2 separate regions of the Sus scrofa genome follow, and region 1 is linked to region 2. Evidence: chromatin contacts called from public HiChIP or PLAC-seq data. All regions are on one chromosome and are shown on one strand. Each heading gives the region's core, a stretch centred on a gene start, on an enhancer-like site or on the middle of the called end of the contact. The rest is flanking DNA. Distances are from core to core; before and after follow the strand shown.

What was found. HiChIP or PLAC-seq counts read pairs in DNA pulled down with a chosen protein or histone mark.
Region 1: a contact with region 2 is called in an H3K27ac HiChIP or PLAC-seq map of alveolar macrophages. The contact joins the promoter of SMG6 here to the promoter of TLCD2 in region 2. A contact is called at or near these places in 2 of 5 promoter capture datasets (fetal liver and liver) and 2 of 2 datasets of contacts at active chromatin or transcription factors (alveolar macrophages and skeletal muscle).

The regions. Positions count from the first base shown.
Region 1 is chr12:48,384,624-48,389,115 of Sscrofa11.1, reverse strand. SMG6 (telomerase-binding protein EST1A) reads left to right here and starts at 2,120. Exons shown (of 19, transcript XM_021067586.1): 1 at 2,120-2,443. The coding sequence starts at 2,356. It overlaps SRR (serine racemase), which reads right to left and starts at 2,201. Exons shown (of 9, transcript XM_021067611.1): 1 at 2,051-2,201.
Region 2 is chr12:47,915,371-47,919,926 of Sscrofa11.1, reverse strand. It overlaps TLCD2 (TLC domain-containing protein 2), which reads left to right and starts at 1,670. Exons shown (of 5, transcript XM_021067585.1): 1 at 1,670-4,484.

The DNA.
Region 1 (4,492 bases), core at 871-3,370, 470 kb before region 2:
TCAATTTAGGACTGCACCAATGGCAAATGAAGTTCCCAGGCTAGGGGTTGAACTGGAGCTGCAGTTACCAGTTTACACCACAGCCACAGAAACTCAGGATACAAGCTGTGTCTGTGACCTACACCACAGCTCACAGCAATGCCGGATCCTTAACCTACTGATCGAGGTCAGGAATTGAACCTGCATCCTCATGGATACTAGTCGGACGCCTAACCGGCTGAGCCACTATGGGAACTCCTGAAAAATTTTTTCTATTATTTCATTCTTTTTTTTTTTTTTTTTTTCCTTTGCTTTTTAGGGCTGAACTTTCAGCATATGGAGCCTCCCAGACTAGGGGCTGAATTGGAGCTGCAACTGCCGGCCTTCACCACAGCAATGCAGGACTGGAACCGCGTCTGCGACATACACCACAGCTCATGGCAACACCGGATCCTTAACCCACTGAGCAAGGCCAGGGATCGAACCTGCATTCTCATGGATACTAGTCAGATTTGTTTCCACTGAGCTACAACGGGACCTCCTTTATGTATTATTTCCTTTGTTTTTTTGGCCATGCCCATGGCATGTGAAAGTTCCCAGGCCAGGGACTGAACCCATGCCACAGCAGTGACCCAAGCCATTGCAGTGACAACATGGGTCCTTAATCTGCTGCACCACAAGGGAACTCCATTCTATTATTTCTTTGATTATTTTACCTCCTTAGTTCTGTTATCACCTCCGGAACTCATATTTGATTTAGTTTTCTGGATCCATTCTTCCTATCTCCTATCTTTATCTCTCATAGCCTTTTTTTTTTTTTTTGTCTTTTGTCTTTTGAGGGCCACGCAGGATCTGAACCACGTTTACAACCTACACCACAGCTCATGGCAATGCCAGATCCTTAACCCACTGAGCAAGGCCAGGGATGGAACCTATGTCCTCATGGATACTAGTCAGGTTCGTTAACCACTGAGCCATGACGGGAACGCCTCTGGTAAATTTTCTTGAGTTGGCCTAACTTCTGGGAAATTCCATTTGCAGTTCACTGACACTACTGCATTAATCTGGCAAGTGTGTTTTTCCTATGAAAGTTTTGTTCAGATTATTTTTCCTTCTTTAGAGAAAAACTGATGCAATGTCTTTTCCAATTTCACCATGAAAACGAATTAGGTTTGAGCATTTTTTTCTCATTTCTCTTGTATCTGTTTTAATGATTGTCATTTGCTCTGACCATTCAAGTCACTCCCTTCTTTTGAAATCTAATGACTTTCTCCAACTGTGTAATTTTGTGGAGGTGAAGCATCTGCCACGGCTTAGGAACTGAATGAGTTGTCAGAGATTGTTTAAATCTTTTAGGCCAAGTCTAAGGAATAACTGGTAACTTCTTTGCTAGTGTAGAGGGGACTGTGTGGGATAGGGAAGGAACAAGAGGTACAGAAACACCTTGCAGGAGAAGAGAGTTTCACCACAGTTCTGAACAGGAGCTCATGAACAAACAGGTAAAGTATAAGTCTTCACATCCGGTTACATTTTAAAGAGGGGGAAAAAAATCAATCTGAGATCTGGGAAAGTCAAGGAGAATTTTCAAGAACCCATAGTGATATAGAAATTTCTAAATCGACTCATAACACCTCCTGATTTATTTCCACACAACCCTTCCCTCAGCAAGAGCCAGCTATACTGTATTAAAAAAAAAAAAAATCAGGAAGCTTGGAATGCAGACTTCCATAACGGAAAAGACTGAACCTCTGGTGGTTATCGATTGTGTCATCCTGGGCAATTTGCCACCGTTCTCTGCGATTCGGTTTCCTCGTCTTTATTAATAAAATGGACATAATACTAACTGCCCTATGAGATCTTCAAGGTCCCCACGTAAAAGCCTGGGGCACTAGTCAGGGCCTGCGGAGGGAGACCCTGGCCTAAGGCGCCTGGAAAAGGCAGAAAGGAGTGACTCCGTCAACCCGAGCCCCAGACCAGCACCCGCATCCTCGAAAGCCACCACGGCAGCAAAAGCAACCATCGCCGCGAACGCCCGCCTCACCTCGCCTGGCTCGGCTCAGCCCGACCTCACCTCAACTCCCGGGCGCTGCGCCTCCAAATCGCCTCAGCGCACCTTCCCCGGCCACACCTCTGCGCACGCGCGGCGCCTGCCTGCCCAGCCCCGGCTCGCCGCCTGGCTCTCCCCCGCTGGAGCGACCGAACGTGCGACCGCCGCTTTTTCCTCCCTGTGCGGCCACCGTCGTTTGGGGAGGAGAGCGGGAGGGGGCGGGGAAAAGGGTGGGAGGTGGGTGAGCGCGCGCGCCGCCCGTCCGTCGTGGTTTCCTGGCTGCGCGCGGCGCTGGTGGAGTAGCTGCAGCTGTAGCAGCCCCCGCGAAGATGGCGGAGGGGTTGGAGCGTGTCCGGATCTCCGCGTCGGAGCTGCGAGGGATCCTGGCTACTCTGGCTCCGCAGGCCGGGAGCAGAGGTGAGTCGCACCGCCCAGCTCCTGGGCCGGGCCTGCCCGCCCCGCCTCCCTCTCCTCCTCCCCGCTCAGTTCGCGGTGCTCCGGAGCCCCCGCCCCTTCCCCCAACAGTGGGGGCGGGGGCCGAGGGCGGTCCCTCCCCGCTCTACCTGCCGGAGAGCCGGTGTGGGGTCGGGCTCTGCCAGCTTCGGCCCCTCCGGGAGAGCCCAGCCCGAATTTCTGCCTCCGCCCCTTTCTCTCGGCGAAGGTGACTGTTCTCCGTTGCCCCAGCCCTCTCACAGCAGCCCGCGGATTCGCAGCCGTCAGGGGACGCGGAAAGGAGTGGGGCCGGGGTCTGGTGGCGGCCCTCGGGGGACTATGGTTCCCCGAGGAATCTTCCCCAGGCCTGCCCTTTAGCGTTGGAGAGAAGGAGCTGGCGACGTCGAGGAGAAAGGTTTAACAGCTTGGGACTTCCTTGCTGAACTTTTTCCCCTCAAGGCAGGCGTCTGAAGGCTGCGGCACGGGAGGGGTCCAGCACCTCAGAGAGCTGACTCTACGCTGGTGTGGCCTTGGCATGTGTGGGGGCAAAGAGAATGTTCAGCGTGCAAGTTAGACGTCTGCATCAACACCACGAAAGCTCCAAGGAAGATATTAGTGTCTCATCTCTCCTTGGTTCGGTAGTGGAGTTAGTAGCCTGGTAGATATGCTTCTGCCGGCTTGTGGCAGAAGTCTGTGAAATTGGTTTTCATTGGTCATCTGAATTGGATTATTCAGGTTGTTTTCTCCCTCAGCTCTGGAAAGACGTAGTGGCTCTTCTCCCCAGTCTCCCCCTTCCCTTAAGTTATTACTAAGGCTGCTGAGCATGAGCTATTCTGGACTTAGACTGCTTTACCTTTATTATTCATACTGGATGAAGCAGTCCTTTGAACTTATGCAAATACTGAAGCAGTATCTTAAATTTCAGAGTTTTGGATTTTTTTTCTGTTCCAGATGTGTTACCCTCATGGGCGTAAATGCTGGAGCATGTGATCCCTTTATGAACTTGTTTGCACTGGTGTTTATAGAACAATACTAGGTTTTTCTATAACATTCCATTTTGAGTCCGCTGTAATCTCGCTAATTCCGGTTAAGTTCCCCACCCAACAGTTTAGTGGCTATTTCTTGTAGACTGTCCCCTCAACAGAGAAAGGTAACAGATACAAAAAGTAGATACTTGCTTATCTGGCATTCTGTAAGTTCCTGGAGCCTGGAGAGTGGTGTCTAAAGTCCTGTACTCTTATTCTTGAATGCCCCCAGTCCTTGGTATTTTGAGAGCATGTCACAATACTTCCATCATTCTCCAGGGAAAACTCCCTTATGGAATTTTTTTCCTTCTCATATTCCATCATCATAGTAGCAGTTAATCTCAGTATTCTAATGATGATAGTCTGAACAGTGTTTTCTTGGAATGACCTTGCTGGCTGTAGTTAGAGAGTTGGTGAGCATGAGTGGAGTTGAAGAATGTGAAAAGAACTGCTTCCTGTTTGTTTCTACAGGAGGTATGGGAGTGGGTATTAGAAATCCTAAAGAAGAGGATTGTCCTGGCCAAGTTCAGTGACTGGAGTTTCAGATTTTTTTCTCCAGAGATGTCCAGAGCTGTGGATTGTTATATGCATCCCCACCCCATTAATATGTTAGAAGGACTCAGCCATCCTGGAAAAATGTTAGAGGCAGAAAAAGAAAAGACCAAGATGGAGCAAAGGGCTCTATAGCAGAGAACAGTCCAATGCAAACTGCTTAGAGATCTTCTATTCTGATAGTGATGAGGGAGTTTGGGGTCTTGTGTATCTGAATATGATTTGAGTAACACAAGAGAATATGTTTTTATTTTTCTCTTGTTTCCCTACCTCAGGTGGAGTTAGTTCCAACACAGTTAAGGTCTTAGCTTTGCCAATTGCTGAACAAATATTGTAAACCTAGTACATTTTCTGTTTCTGCAGAAATTTCCTTCCTTGTCCATCAGTATTAACATTTCAATTCTTGCTTGACTTTTCTGTTACTTTAACTAGAATAACATTTTTCCCCCTCTTCTTC
Region 2 (4,556 bases), core at 421-2,920:
AGGATGGATAATTTGGACAGGTGGTACGGCCTGCCTCTTAGTACCAATAAAATTGGGTCCTTGTAGTCTTTGCTCTGGTCTCAGTTTACCTAGCTAGACCAAGCAGGCATTACTTTTTCTTCAAGTTTGTGTGTGCCCTGCCCTCTAGTGGTTCTGGCTTGCAATGCAACAATGACCTTGAGTGTAATTAACCTTACCTCTCAAGACAGTTCTTTCCTTCTCTTAAATAGGGATGTCCTGGCAATACTGGGCACTGGTGTACTAAGATTTCTGAGGCACTGACACCTTCCTCAATCTGAGCCCTAAAACCATGGTTTTCCAAATGTATGATGTACTTCTGATTGAGACCCTGGAATCTGAATTTTTAACAAGCAACAGAATTAAGCAGGTAATTTCCAAGCTGCATCTTGCAATAGAATGCTCTGTGCAGCTCTATTCTCAAATGCTTCCTGAATCCCAACCCACTACCCTTAGGTTTTGGGGAATCTGGTACCAAATTAGCCACTCCCCTTTGCCAATCTCAGTATTGAGTTTCTTGGAGTTCATGGCTTGGATGGTCAGGGAGCGAGGCTGCAGAGCCCCAGCAGTCAGCCTGTGTTGAATGTTAGCTCTTGCTGCTGATCTGGAAGAAAAGTGAAGGAGGCTGGAATTCCCTCCTGCTGCAGAGGAAACGAATCCTCCTAGTATCCAGACAGGGGGTTGATCCCGGGTCTCGCTCAGTGGGTTAAGGATCTGGTGTTGCCATAAGCTGTGGTGTAGGTCGCAGATGTGGCTAAACATTAGTGCACCAACTGTGGGCCAGGTATTGTAGTAAGTGTTTTCAAACATACTTCTTTTGGAGTTCCCCTTGTGGCCCAGTGGAAAAGAATATGACTAGTAACCATGAGGTTGTGGGTTCAATCCCTGGCCTTGATCAGCGGGTTAAGTACTTCCATAAGCAGCAAGTTCGGCCCTAAAAAAAAAAAAAAAAAGCAAACATACTTCTATTTATTTATTTATGGCAATGCCCATGGCATGCAGAAGTTCCCCAGCCTGGAATCAAACCTGACCAAAGCAGTGACCTGAGCCACAGCAGGGATAATGCTGAATCCTTAACTACTAGGCCACCAGGGAACTCCAAACATATTCCTTTTTAAATCCCTACAATAAGCCATGCACTTATTATACATTCTATATTTTTGGGGGGTCTTTTAAAAAAAATTTTTTTTTGTCTTTTTAGGGCCGCACCCATGGCACATGGAGGTTCCCGGGCTAGTGGTCTAGTCAGAGCTACAGCTGCCAGCCTACACCAGAGCCACAGCAATGCCAGATCCGAGCCGCGTCTGCGACCTACACCACAGGTCATGGCAATGCCTAATCCTTCACCCATTGATCAAGGCCAGGGATTGAACTCACAACCTCTTGGTTCCTAGTCAGATTTGTTTTTGCTGTGCCACAACGGGAACTCCTACATTCTATTTTGTAAATGAAAAAAATGAGGCTTAAAGATGTTAAGCATCTTCATCAAACTCAGAGCTAGTAAGGGAGTTCCCATTGTGACTTAGCAGGTTAAGAACCCAACTAGTATCCATGAGGATGTGGATTCGATCCCAGGCCTCGCTCGGTGGGTTAAGGATCCAGCACTGCTGCAAGCTGCAGTGTAGGTTGCAGATGGGGCCCAAATCTGGGGTTGCTGTGGCTGTGGCCCCAGCTGCAGCTCAGATTTGACGCCTAGCCTAGGAACTTTCATATGTCACAGATGTGGCCCTAAAAAAAAAAATCAAAAACCTCACATCTGGTAAGAGCTTGCATTTGAATACAAGTTTGTCTAACTCAATGATTCTCAACTGGGGGCGCTTTTGGCCTCCAGGGGACATTTGGTAATGTCTGCAGACAGTTTTGATTGTCATAAGTAAGGTGTGTGTGTGTGTGTGTGCTGATAGCATCTAATTTGGCTGGGGATGCTGGCAAAAAAGCTGCTATGTACAGGACAGCTTCCGCAAGAAACTATCCAGTCCCAATGTCAATAGTGCTGTGACTGAGAAATCCTGGACTTGAAGCCTGTGCTTTTGCCCTATAGGGAGGGAGGGTGGGGGCATGAAAAGTTAGAACGAGATGGGAAAGGGCCTCCTCCAAGGGGTGAAAAGGGAATGGGGCTTCTATGCTAAGGATAGTGGAGAACAGGGCCAGCTGGTGAGATTTCTTTCTTCCAGGCTTGGCCAAGACCCTGCTCAGCTTCTCCCAACCTTGCCAATTCAGTCCTGGGACTTCACACTAAGCTTGTCCTGGAGTGACCCTGACTCCCAGCTCCAGGCTGGGGCAAAATATTGACCTGGGTCTTCGGGCAGGACTTCCCAGCCAAAGCCCCTGATCCCTGGGGCCATTGCGTGCCACCTGCAGCCCTTGGGCAGCTACACATTAACACCTTTGCAATGAAGGGGTGAAAGTGTTAAAAATGGAGCAGGGCCAGGCCGTGTCTAAGGAGTTAGAAGTGGAGTAACAGGTAAAGCCAGGAGGATCCCGTAGCAAAACCCTGTCTGGAGAGGAAATGGAGCAGGGAGGAGGAGACAGCTTGACCCTGAGGAGGCTTGTTTCCATAACCATTCATCTCTAGGCTTGGTCCTCAGCTTCACTGAACCTTCCCCAGTACCTCTTCCTGGAGCACCTACATACCCCGCCAGCCACCATTCTGGGCCTCCCCAGTAGTGGCCTCCCTATGAGACTGGGGAGGACGGGTCTGAGCTGACTTTGCTGACAGGAAATACCTCTCCTTCCAAGCTCAGAGCCTCTGAAGAACTAACCAGCAGCTTGGGGGAGGGAGGAAGGAGAGGGCGGAGGAGGAAGACAGTCTTGGAGAGGGAAGAGGGAAGAACGTACAAGCAGGTCCTCCATATTTGGGGTTCCATCTCTTTTCTTCCCTCACCCCATGAGGGGGTGGGGATAAGGGGATAGAGGAGGGCAGAACTGGAGGAGGATGTGGTAACAGCTGATTCGTCCCCGGAGGTCAGACTTTCCAACAATCAGCTGTTACTGGGGTGGAAGGCAGGAAGTTTCCTTAAAGGCACAATGTTCTGAACACAGGTTCAGAATTCTGGAGCTCCTAGGAACCATAGCGGTCCCGTGGCAGAGCCCTTGTTGTCATCCTCCATTGGGAGCTTACAGAAAAGTCTTGTATCCCTGTCCACACGTTCCTTTTTGGTGGTGGTGGTGGAGAGGCGCGAGTGATGAGGTGGGGTGGGTCTCAGACTTGCCCCTTTAAATCAGTGGTTCCGCAGCTTTTGCCAAGTCATTGGGTTCCTTTCCTTTCCTTTTTTTTTTTTTTTTTGGTGGGTTTTTTTTTTTTTCCCCTATCTCCCGCCCCTCTATGCTCTGATTGGCCTCTGGGAAAGGAGCTGCCTCCTCATTGGTCTCCACCTTTGAAATCTCTTCCTTAAGTAGGCCTGAGTCAGGGAAAAGCTTCTAGAGGGCGGGACAGAATGGGGGTGTTAGGCAGGGGATGGGATTGCTGGCCAGTTGCACTTTGCCCCGGCCTGTCCCCTGACCACAAATCTAACTTCGACCCTCAGGTGAACCCTGTGCTCTGAATCCTTCGTTAGGAAGCTGCTGCTTGAGAGGCCCTGTCTCTGCGACTGGGGCGAGACATCTTCTACAAGAAGTCTCCTCAGAAGCGCCCTCCAGGAGGGGTGTACTAGACCTCTCCCCTGAAAGCTGGGGCCAGGCGAGGTGGGCAGTCCTCCCTCCCCCCAAACGCCCACAGGAATTTGTATCCCAAAGGAAGAGCCTGGCTGCCATGGGGCTGATTTCCACCTTCAGTTCGGCTCACTCCTGCTAACTCTCCTGCTCCACCTTTCCTTTGAGAGCTGTCGCTTCCCGCAAGAGGTCAGCGAATCCGTTTTGAGAGGCTGTCTAAAAGGATCACTCACGGCTCCAAAAAGGAGGGGCTGTGCCCTTTAAGGACTTCGCCGGGATGGATTCCGAGTTGAGTTTAAAAATGCCAACTCACAGAGCGCGCTGGATTCTGGGAGCGAAGCGTCAGACCGAGAACTACATTGACCAGTATGCACTGCAAACACACACGCCTTTACTTCCTTCTGCTCTTCGGGAGTCGGGTTTGACGTAGTGCTCCTCTAAGCGAGCAGCCTAGGAGGAGGACTGAGCCACACCTTTTCACCTATTGGCCAGCTTGCCAGTCTGTGGGCGTGGCTTAGCGCAACTCCGCTAGGCAAGGGGGTGGCCTCCATGCCAATCAGTGCTAAAACGGCAGGGGAGGCGGGAACGAGGGGAAGTGCAGGCGCCCCCGAGTGGGTGTGGTCACGCTGCCCAGCAGTGGGCGGTGATTGGCCCTGGGCGGTGCGATCGCAGCTTGTGCGTCACGACGCCGCCAGCTGATCGGAGACTGGAGCCGGTGTGTGCTGGGCGCTGGGAAGAGACAGCGCCGCCGGCCGTGGGGATCGGACGCACTGATTCGCTCCCCTGCTCTCAGCACCCCCTCCACCCAGCACCAGGTGGGTGTGAGCTGGGGTCCCGGACGCACAGGAGGGAACCGTGCTAACGGGGTAATGGGGGAAAGTAGGGTC